Linked DNA regions of Oryctolagus cuniculus: region 1 is linked to region 2. A link is a contact called in public Hi-C data. All regions are on one chromosome and are shown on one strand. Each heading gives the region's core, a stretch centred on a gene start, on an enhancer-like site or on the middle of the called end of the contact. The rest is flanking DNA. Distances are from core to core; before and after follow the strand shown.

What was found. Hi-C and Micro-C count contacts between places; a contact is called where the count stands out from the background.
Region 1: a Hi-C map of liver shows a contact between it and region 2, with 4 times the contacts expected there. The contact joins two enhancer-like sites. A contact is called at or near these places in 4 of 6 Hi-C or Micro-C datasets (liver, psoas muscle, skin fibroblasts and 1 more).

Annotation. Positions count from the first base shown.
Region 1 is chr2:156,688,696-156,694,664 of mOryCun1.1, forward strand. The region is part of intron 10 of PRKCE (protein kinase C epsilon); the gene reads right to left. Among named protein-coding and RNA genes, the nearest start is that of EPAS1, 250 kb to the left of the region's middle. Within about 2 kb of position 2,271, at least 4 of the 8 cell types and tissues checked have an H3K27ac peak or open chromatin away from gene starts, as enhancers often do.
Region 2 is chr2:156,429,882-156,435,810 of mOryCun1.1, forward strand. All of the region lies in intron 1 of EPAS1 (endothelial PAS domain protein 1), which reads right to left. Among named protein-coding and RNA genes, the nearest start is that of EPAS1, 11 kb to the right of the region's middle. Within about 2 kb of position 4,645, at least 1 of the 8 cell types and tissues checked has an H3K27ac peak or open chromatin away from gene starts, as enhancers often do.

The sequences.
Region 1 (5,969 bases), core at 1,021-3,520, 260 kb after region 2:
GGCTGGGGATGGAGACGTTTGAAGTGAAGAACCTGCACAGGAGGGAGAAGCTGGAGGCAGAGGCAGAGGGCACACAGCAAAGGCTGCTAGGAAATGCCAATCTCAGTCCAGGTTCTGCTACAAACAAGTGGCAAGGGGCCGGCGCTGTGGCACAGTGGGTAAAGCTGCCGCCTGCAGTGCCAGCATCCCACATGGGTGCCAGTTCTAGTCCCAGCTGCTCCTCCTCTGGTCCAGCTCTCTATGGCCTGGGATGGCAGTGGAAGATGGCCCAAGTCCTTGGGCCCCTGCACCTGCGTGGGAGACCTCCAGGAGGCTCCTGGCTTCAGATGGGCCCAACTCCAGCTGTTGCAACCCAGCTGTTGGGGAGTGAACCAAAAGGAAGACTTTTCTGTCACTCCCTCTCACTGTCTGTAACTCTACCTCTCAAATAAATAAAATCTTATTTTAAAAAAACCAACAAGTGACAAGGCTCACGGGCACTCAGTTGTCTCATCTGTAAAAAGGAGCCAACAACAACGAGATACCGCCTCAAACCCATCAGCAAGGCTTCCACTAAAACAGCAGAAAGCAACAAGCCTTCATGAGCTAGTAGAGGAACTAGAAATTTTGTGCACTGTGAGTGGGAACGTAAAATGGCCCAGCCATGATGGAAAATACTACGTCGGTTCCTTAGAAAACTAAAAACAGAATTACTATATGATCCAAGAATCCCATTCCTGGTAATGCAGCCAAAAGAATTGAAAGCAGGGCCTCCAAGAGGCATTTGCACACCCATGTGCATTCCTAGTAGCTAAGACGTGGAAGGAATCCAAGCAGCCACCACAGGTGAATGGAGAAGCAGAACGTGCTGTCCACATAGAATGGAACGGTCTTCAACCCTCAGGAGCAATGCACGTGCTGCAGCGTGGGCACACCCGGAGGACATTATACTACATGGGGTGAGCCAATCGCTACAAGACAAATATTACGTGACTGCAAATAGACAAGGGACTGAGCCAGAATCACAGGGGATCGGAGGTAGAACACAGGTGTTGCCAGGGGCCGGGGCGGGAGGGCAGAACGGGGAATGGCTATGTGATGGACTTTCACTTGGTGCAAGATGAAAAGTGTTATGGCAATGGAGGCTTGAGTGACACCACTGAACTGGACACTGAAAAAAATTGCAAAGATGGTTTTACATGCATTTAACCACAACGAAAAGCTTTTGAAGGAACAAGAGACTTGGTGACCGGATGGACTTCATGTCATTAGGAAGAGGTGTAAGTCAAGGCGTTTTTAAAAGCAACTCTGCTATAGGCAAGGGTTCCTTTCACGCAGAGAAGTCACGTGAGACAGCCATGTCTAGATTATGAGCCGATGTCCGCGCACACACGGCCCTGTCTGTTCCTGGGGCACACGAGCACTTGTGAACCCCACAGCCTGTGGTTTCATCCCACAGATGAGTCCCGCCATGCTTCAAGACCCGGGGGAAGGCCTCTGGCTGCACGAGGCCTGGCTCGAGCCTGGCAATCTGTGATCTTCCTGCGGACGGAGACTCCCAGCCTGTCTTCTCGTGGAATGCTCTAGGACACAGGCTTAGCCTGCCCCTCACCCCAAGGGAGTTTATTCCCACAAGGCCTTTGACCCAAGACCCTCCCGTGAATCTCCCCCTGCCCCACAGCACCGTGCACACCACAGGGCCTGCTCGGACGTGCTGGCTGGTGGATGGTGAGAAATGGCCTTGCATGCAGCCCACGGCCACTGAGGCCGGAGGCGGGGCTGGCTGGGATGTAACTCCCGTAACACTAAGCCCGTAACCTCCACCGTGGGCTCACCACACCGAACTCTGTTAAAAATTTCTGAAGCTATCTGTATTTGAAATCTTTCCTTGGCAAGCACGCTAACTCCCCGGCGGCTGCCTGACCCACATGGCGACTCCCAGCCAGCCACAGGGTACTGAACACCTATGCTTGGGCGGCACTCACAAGTCCCACCGAGCCCGTCCAAGGCCTTCAGCCTGACCGTGGTCATGCAGGAAAGGGGCCCGTGCCAGATTCGGTGGCTCTCTCAGTGCTGAAGTTTAATCTGCCAGGCACCTCTTTTAACAAATCATCTACCAGCGGCCGAAGTTTTTGACTTTGTTTTTTTGCCTTAGTGTTTACTCTTCTTCGGAACAAAACAAACCTCAGAGTTCCTGCCAGGGCCACTTTTCCCGGGCACTGTCAACCCTCCTCCTCCTCTCTCCCCCTGCTCACACAGATGAGTCAAACACACTGGATAGCCATCCCCAGTTGCTTTTTAAGGATTTTTCCATGCCGCATTTCCCCCAGGGCGGTGGGGGAGGTTGGCCTAGGGAGCCTCTGTAGGAGTTGGCCCTCGGCTTCCGTCTCGGCGGGGCCCTCCAGGACCTGGCTTCCCAGGCCTGGCAGGAAATGCCACGGGGTGGGGGTTGGGGACGGCTGTGCTGAGCTACAGTTTTAAGGAGGAAAAATCAGGGGTGAAATTATTCAAGCCAGGTTTTGTGGGATCCAATTGCAGGGGATGGTTTCACGATGCGGACCACACATACAAATGCACAGAATCTAAAAACGGCTGGGGATTTTCTTTCCTGTGACCACAAAAACAATATCAAAAGCAAACAGAAACCCACCTCTGGGTGGCTCTCCCCTCCTCGCCATCAGCGGATGAACGGGAAGCAGGAAGAGCCAATTCCTGGTTATTTCTCTACCTAAGTCCTGACCTTGACCAAGCCCATGACCTTTCAGCACCTTGCACAGTGTCTCAGGCCAGAGGAGAGGGCTCACCGCACCACCCATCCTTCCCTGCCTGTCAGCATCTGATCTCCCAGACGCAGGAATTTCTCTCCCTCTTAGCTAGCGGCCCCCACTTTTTCCTCTCCTTGCTTGCTGTGGTTCAGCCTTTATCGTTTCCTCTGAAGAAACAGCACACAGAAGGAATTGGAAATTCTAGCCTTGGGAAAACAGGGACAATGAGATTTGGAGATAATTTCTAGGCTTCATCAGCCGTCTCTTTGCCCCTACCCTCTTCCAAATGCCACTCCTTTTTCAAGGTCCAGGTCAGCTTCTACCTCTGCCAGGAAGTTTTCCTGACTGCCTTCTGCTGAGTTTTAAATGGATGACTTATGTAGTTCCTTGGAAGAGTAGCCAGGCTGTAGAATGTCATTGTAGTCTGTCCCACTAGACGCTAACTCTGAGTTTACAGGGGACATGTCTTTAGTTGTGTAGCCCTAGCATCTATCACACAGTGCCTAGCCTATAGTAGATGACTAATAAGCACATGTATCCATTGCAATAATTACAGGCCCCAAATTTTTCTCTTAAGCAAAAAAGAATTCTTTGTGTATGAGAAAATATAGATTTTTGTCCTCATGTTTATGAGAACAGATTAAGTGCTACTGAGAGTAACTTAAAGCAATATATTTGAAAGTCACGTGGGGGTAGGCACTGTAGCTCAGCAGGTTAAATGATTGCTTAGGGCACCCATATGCCATATTAGAGGGCCTGGGATTGAGTCCCACTTCTGTTTCCAATCCAGATTCTGCCAATGTTACCCTGGAGGTGACAGCAGATGATAGCTCAAGAACCTGGATCCTTGTTATCCACATGGGAGACATGGATGGAGTTCTGGGCCCCTGCTTCAGCTTGGCCCAGTCTGGGCCTATGCAGGCCTTTGGGGAGTAAACTAGCAGATAGAAGATGGTTCTCTCTCTCTCTCTCTCTCTCTCTAGCTCTCTCTCTCTCTCACCATGTCTTTAAATTAAATAAAAATAAATATTTAAAAAATAATTTGGCAGTTCCAGATGTTAAAATTTTCATTTCTCATCCATATCAAAAGAGGATTCTGTGACTAGCATTGAGGTGCAGCAGGTTGGGTCACCACGTGTGATGCCAGCACCCCATGTAGGAGTGCCAGTTTGGGTCACGGCTGGTCCCTCTTCTGATCCAGCCCCCTACTGGTGTGCCTGATAGGGCAGCAGACAATGGTCCAAGTGTTTTGGCCCCTGCCACCCATGTGGGAGATCCGGATGAGTTCTGGGTTTAGGGCTTCAGCCTGACTCAGCCCTGGCTGTTGCAACCATTTGGGGAATGAACCAGCAGAAGGAAGTGCTGTCTGTCTCTCTGTCTCTATCACCCCTACCCCTTATTCTACCTTTCCAATAAATAAATAAAACTTTTAAAAAGTAAGTACATTCTTTATGGCTGTGTCAACTTAGATGGGTATATTATCTTTAAAAAATTAGAATTATGTCCATGGTTTTATAATTGTGAGGATTAAGGCCACTCCATCGTGGCTGGAACTACAAATCCCTTACTGTCTTTTCCAAACCTTACATGTTGACAATTTAACAGTTTTCAGATTTCCTTCTTAGTTTAGATAACATGAGCATCCCAAAGAGTACACAGCATGCTGGGAACGCAAGTCAAACACAGTGGCTGACTTTCATTGAGGTTTATAAGTCATTGCTTTAACCTGTTGGCCTAGGGAGAGCAGGTCAGCTATAGTCATTTCATTTGCTTTCTCCTCTTTTCAGATTGCATGGAGAATGATCAAAGAGCAAGTAAAGCTTGTTGAGAAAAGCCCAAATCACTCTTTGCCTGTAACCTGCTCATTTCATGGGCTGCAGTGAGCAGATGACTATGCCATCATGACTGATGCAATGGGTTTGCACAATGGTTGCCATCGGTCCCCATGTTAGATATAATTCCCTCACTACACACACTTCTGCCTCCTGCTGGGCAACCCACAGGTGATGTGCAGCCTAAAGCTGGGTGCCACAGAACAGGAAGTTATCCAAGAATGTTTCCAATAGCACTATGTATCCCTATGCATGGAAAAATAAGGCTTACCTGGAAATAATTAAACTTGTCTTAACATTCTTACCACTCTGTGTGTCATAATTAAATGAGCATGAAATAAATCTTAATAGGATTGCAGTCAGGTCTTTGCATTCCTAATCACGCAGTCAAAATGAGTTCAGGGTGGCTCGGAGGAACCGCATTTTCAGGAAAGTGAAACTCAAGCAAGACTGAATGACGGCGACCAAACCTCCTGGCTCCCATTTTTCCCCCAGTGCTGTCCAAACCCTGCCTCTGCTTCCAAGCCCGACTTCAGCTCCTTTCCTCTACTAGCCCCTAAAAAGCAGCTTCCTCTGGGTCCTCAAGTCTGAATACCCCCACTCTGGTTAAAACTAATCAGTGCTGTTTTCTATTCTCTGCTAGCTTGTGGAAGTTGGAAAATCTCCTAACTCCTCACTCATAAACCCTTCCACTTGACAATCATCTTCCTTTTTGCTAATAACGTCACACCTTGCACCCATCTCTTTAAAACCATGACTACTGGTTATCCTAGGAAAGGTCACATGTTTTTGAAAAGCTAAGTTGGGGATTTATAGGATAATTCCTCATAAGGTTCTTTTTATTAGTAAGTCAATGTCCTTCAGGGAGATTAAAATATTTGTTTCAGAAAGCTTAGATGAAAACACATCTGTTGCGTAAAGCAAGGTGTTCCACCAAACAGTGGTGCCACGGACGAGGTGGTACAAGGCCACTCCTGATACTGCCTGGGACAAAGTGTTAATAAATCGGTGAGCTGCCAAGGAAGTCCCTTCTCTCCCCACCCTCACCCTCCAGGAACCCAGACCCCAAGAACCTTCTTAGCTCTGTCCTAAAAGAAACTCACGGTGCCCCTCATCAGCGTTTCGTGCACCCAAAGCTGCTGTACAAGGAGGAAGCTGAGCCTCGGGGAGATCACACGGAGGCCATTCATTCTCCCCCTTCACCCATTCTCCAAGCCGAGCTCCAACTGAGACCACCCCACATGCACATTTCAGAGGCTCCACAGGGCCCTCAGAACCACACTGGATGCCCCTCAGGTGCCAGCCCTCTTGACAGCATGTACACAGAGAGAATGCCAGAGTGTCTCCCTGCCTCAGAAGCTGCCCGACAGTGAGAGCGGAAGTGGGGGGTGGG
Region 2 (5,929 bases), core at 3,395-5,894:
AGGAAGATGGCCCAAGTCCTTGGGCTCCTGCACCTGCGTGGGAAACCTGGAAGAAATTCCTGGCTTCTGGCTTCGGATCGGCGCAGCTCCGGCCGTTGAGGCTATCTGGGGAATGAACCAGTGGATGGAAGACCTTTCTCTCTCTGTCTACCTCTCTCTGTAACTTTTTCAAATAAATAAAATAAATCTTCAAAAAAAAAAAAAAAGACCTAGGTCTCAAAGCTCTTGCATTAAACTTCCCTCTGATCCACACTAGCCCCACCCCTTTCTAACTGTTCACTCTCAGTTACTACCAAGCTTCCACAGTTGGTGCAGTACTTGATCTGAGCTGGTTTTGACTTCCCGACAATACAGCGACACCCACTAACATGAACCATCTTACATCACCTTCAACAAATCATTTTCGGGACCCTAGGTGCAGGGTCCATCGAATGCCTCTTTGTAACCTCACTGCATAGTGTCACAGTCCCTGAGCGGCACAGGAAACCCACATTTACACACAATGATGAGGCCAGCATCCCCACAACCCTCAGTACACACACGTGGGCAGCCAATGAGGATGGCTTCATTTATCTGAGCAAAATTTCTGTGTGTGTTTCCATTCTTGCTCCACACTAAGCCCCCGGAGTTCCTGACGTGGAATTATTCAGCATACAAATAATTACTGAGCGCCTCAATGTCAACCTCTGTTCTGGGTGCTGAGGGAAAAAAATACAGAAAAAGATGACTGGCCCCCTACTCTTGAAGGGAAAGCTTGCCAGAGAAAATGACCTCTGAACTGCTGACCTCTTGCACAAATTTCCCACCTGGCTTTTTTTTTTTTTTTTTTTTTTGCAAACTGAAAGTTTATTCATGAAATAAAATGTATATAGAAAATACGTCTTCGTCAACTTTTCATTTGAAAATGAAGTCATTAAGTGAGCATTTCTACAATTCTCTTCCAAGAAATCATCTAAAAGAAAGAAACAAAACACATGCATCCGATATTCAGCTAAATAGACAGCCAAAGCCTCAAATTTTAAGATATGTGAGAGGACCACCTAAAGGTACAGGGGGAAAGTAGGAACTCATGTAGGGAGCAATGGATGAAGCGCATTCCCTCAGAGACCCAACTGCTCAAAGCGCACTACTGCAGGGGACGGGCGGAGCACACTGATGCAAAACCTGACTCCTTGGTCCAGGGGTGCCGAACCCGTTTTCTGCCAAGAGCCATTTGGATATTTATAACATCACTTGCGGGCCATACAAAATTTTCAACTTAAAAATTAGCCCATGGGGCGGCACTGTGGCATAGCAGGTAAAGTCACTGCCTGCAGTGCCGGCATCCCGTATGGGTGCTGGTTCGAGTCCCAGCTGCTCCACTTCTGATCCAGTTCTCTGCTGTGGCCTGGGAGAGCAGCAGAAAATGGCCCAAGCCACTGGGTCCCTGCACCCACAGGGGAGACCCAGAAGAAGCTCTTGGCTCCAGGTCGGCGCAGTAACAGCTATTGTGGCCAACTGGGGCGTGAACCACCAGACGGAAGACCTCTCCCTCTATCTCTGCCTTCCCTTCTCTCTCTGTGCAACTCTGCCTTTTAAATAAATAAGTAAAACTTAAAAAATATTAGCCCACGATAAATATATTGAATTTCGAGTGCCATCTGTGGTTGTCTTGGCAGGGCCAGACCAAATGATTTCACTACAGTCCACAGGCCAGACATTCCCCATCTCTGGTTCCATCCAAAGGGGCTGTGGCCGGGTAGCAGAGGTATGCCCAGTAGAGGCTGCAACTGAACAGCTGATGAACCACCACGTGTTCAGAAATCAACCTATCACTTTGGAACCACAGAAGGATTATGCACTCAGAATCACACCTCCTTCCACCCCCACTCCCCCGCCCTACTCCAGCAGAGAGTCGTGCATTTAGGCACGACTTAAGAAAATTCCAGATTGCTGAGAAAATATTAGCATATCTGGATGATGCCTCTCCACTTTGTAGCAGATCTAGAAAGAATTCACTTGTTTTAAAATTGAGAATTAAGAAAGCCACCTCAGAAGCACCAGATTCTCAGATTTTAGAGGGAATTTCCATTGAATATTTGAAAACCAATCATTATACAGCTAAAGTTTTCCAAAACACAGAAAAATAGGAAGCTCTTGAATAATTTTTTCCTCCAGAGAAGACTTTTATTTAATGAATACAAATTTCTTAAGTACAACTTTAGGAATATACTGATTCTCCCCACCATACCAGCTCTCCTGCCCCTACTCCCACCCTTCCTCCTCCTCTCTTTCCCATTCCCTGTCCCATTCTCCAATAAGATTCATTTTCAATTAACTTTATACACAGAAGACCAACTCTACACTCAGTAAAGATTTCAACAATTTGCACACACATACACACACACACACACAGAGAACAAGTTTTACAGTTAATTCTCATAATACAACTCATTGAGGACAGAGGTCCTACATGGGAAGTGCACAGTGACTCCTGTTGTTAATTTAACAATTAATACTCTTATTATGATGTCAGTGCTCACCTGAGGCTCTTGACATGTGCTGCCATGGCTGTGGAAGCCTCTGAATTAACAGTCTCTGACAGCATTAGACAAGGCCATACGCAAAGTGGAAGCTCTCTCCTCCCTTCAGCGAAAAGTACATCTCACGGAGATCCTTCATGTAGGACATTTTTTTTTTTTGCCACAGTGTCTTGGCTTTCCATGCCTAAAATGCTCTCATGGGATTTTCAGCCAGACCAGAATGTCTTAAGGGCTGTTTCTGAGGTCAGAATGCTGTTTAGAGCGATTGTCATTCTACACTGTGTGGACTGCTTCCCATGTTGGAAATTTTCTCCTTTTTATTCTATTATTATTGCCAGACACTTGATCTTATTTTTATGATCCCTTTAAAACTTAATAATTATATCTATATGATCACTTTAACAGTTCACATGATCACTTCAACACTTAAGATGACATTTTTATCACCCAGCTTAATGAGATTTGGGGTCCCATCGCAAGTTTTTAAACTGTACCTTTAGATGTAAGTCCATAGGAATGTATGTAGAACTATACAGCTTTACAGTTACAAACTTCCTCCTCCCTCTTATTTTTTACTGAGATCTATTTTCAGTTGACTTTGTACACATATGATTAACTCTATGATAAGTAAAGTATTCAACACATAGTATTAAGAAAAGAAAATAATCTGTTCCTAGACAGCCAAGAAAGGGGCTGTTCAAGTTACTGCTTCTCAAAGTGTCAATTTCATTTCTACAGATTTCCTTTTACCACCTGGTTTTTCAAACTCTGAAATGAAGCAGGAGCAGGAGTGCATTGTTGTTTGGCTTGGCTTAATGTACAAGGCGTTCTGTGAAGTACTGGCATAATGCTAGCCTGATCTTGTACTTGATATAAAATCATGTATCAATAAGATCTGTCTGTGGTCCCTTAAATCTTTTATTTTCCTTCTTTCAAAACAGAAATGAGTAAAAGGGTCAAATCTATCCAGGGAGAGCAGAGCCCTAGTGCAGGCTTTCCAGGTAACCCAACGGACATCAACAAATCCTTTCCATGATGTATTTTTTTAAATTAAGCATGATTTCAGAGCAAAAAAAAAAAAAGCAAAGTGTTACAGGGCACATGAGAAAATTAGACACCCCTGTTCTTGAGCAACAGGCAATCTTGTTGGATAGACAAGAACAAATAAAATGTCATTAGATAACAAGGAAATATAATCAGGTTCTTTGGCAAACAGCACCAAGAGTGGGGGAGGGGCTGGTGTGGGAATTACCACCAAGGGCTCAGTGCAAATTAGGGAGCTGGGGCTCCTGCAAGGGGTAGGAACTAGAGGAGTAGGAAGAGAGAAAATGCATCCAGAGGGACAAGTTGAGAGAACAGAGGTGACAAAGAGCACTGTGACACTGCCTCTGGGCAGAGGGAAGAGGTACTGGGGACCCAGGGGCCCTGCTGGATGATGGGGACGAGAGGGCTGGGCCGGGGTCCCTCATCTAGGTGAGGTTAACCTCTGCCACGCAGGCTGCCCTGGGGAAGGACACTGGGACAAGGACTCCTGTCTTCACAGAGTGTCCAGCTAACCTCTACAATTCAGCAGGGAAATACCCAAACCCACCAACGAAGTCCTCCTCCCTCCCTAAAGAGAGTGTGTCCCAGGGCAGGGCGAGCCTGCCAGGAGGGCTGAAACGGGCTAGGACAAGTATCAGCAGCCAGGGTGTGGCCCACGAAGCCACGCACCTGCAGCACTGATTTCCAGAAGACCCCGGAGAGTGGGCAGGAGGACTTAGAAGACTTGCTGCCCACGACAAAGGGGCCTCACCAAACAGGAGGGCCACAGCAGCTAAGCCAAGACAGCAGAATGCCGGAAGAAAGTCACAAAGCAGAGACCCTGAAAAGGGCATGAGTCCCGTGCCCCACCCACCCCGAGTCCCCTAAAGCTGCAGGTATAGGATAAACGACAGACTCTTGCCACACAGGATATGGTTACATTTATAGAAGCTCCCTGTCACAAAATGCGACCTTCATACTTTCCTTATCTTGGGATCTGGGTAAACACGTGTTGTGCAAGCACACAAATAAAGGTTCTAAAGGTGAGATGTGGTGCGTCTGGTTACACCACGCTGCTCCCAGCCCAGGCACCAGCAGGCCCTCCTGGCGCTCGGGATGACTTTTCTCTCCCTCCTCCCTGGGCACCAAAATTAGCTCCGCCGACCTCAGCCAGGGCTGGAGTAAACGCTGCCATTCTAAAATAGCATCGGAGGACTCTTGCGAACACAAGAAAGAAATGCTAGGGTACAGTGGTTTACAGAGACACACTGGGAGCGCAAGGACACAGGAGTGCTTTTTAAACCAAATACGCAGGAAATGAACACACTCGGGACTTCTTCGGGAATCTTCTGTAAAGTGAATGCCACTGCTGTAGCTCCCTGACACCTCCCCCATGGCACAGTGGATAGACCCCCGTTTATTCTCTTAAGCACTACAGTTTTCATTCAGAAAAAGATCCTGCAGGTTGTATGGTCACCAAAGGGCATTTACCAACCGGCCTGAATCAGGACCCGAAGTTCTACTTTACTCATTTGCACGGCCTTGTTATATTACATATATTATATATTATAATATTATATTAATTATATCATATTATATCATATATTGTATTATATTGTATTATATATTAGAACGCTCTTTGAAAACACTTGTCCCATTTCTTCATACAGCTGACAGCCCAGATTTAATGTTTAAAATGATGTTCCAAATTTCAGGATTCTCAAACAGCCCCTCCAAACATAACCTTTTGTTGTTTTCACATGGAATTCATAAACAGGCAACTGTTTTTTTTTTTTTTTTCTGTGTGCTTAAAGACACTCTTCCTGCAACTGTGTGTGACGTATTTTTCCAGCACAGTCTTTCCCAATACTCCAAAGTGCTCCAGCAACAGGAAGTTGTAAAGGTAGGAAGGAGGCCTGTAAATATTTGCTGCCATTACTCAGGCGTAATGAGAAGAGTGAGCTCTGAAGTTTGAGTCACTTGACTCATTATCTTGTATGCAGCAGGAGCCCCGGATGGCACACAGGGGCCTGGCCTCACCGAGGCACTGGGGCCCCTTGCAGAGTTCGCTCCAGACGCTCTGGGCTGCTTCTTTCAGCAACTCCATTTCCCAGACAGACACTGGAGAGGATGCGCTGTCTTTCTCCCCTCCGGCCTCTTCCCCAGGGCAATCCGGGCAAATTTATGCAAAGCGGTGACAGTGGGAAAATGCATGCTACTAAGAGTAAAATTTGCGTGTTTGTTGATACTAATACATCAGAGAACAGGAGAGAGGGAGAGGGAGAGAGAGAGAAAGTATCAAGGGGTTCAACACAGCACAGTGATTAAAGTAATCACTATCAAAAAATGTACACACTTTATTAGATGGTGCATTTTAAAGGATT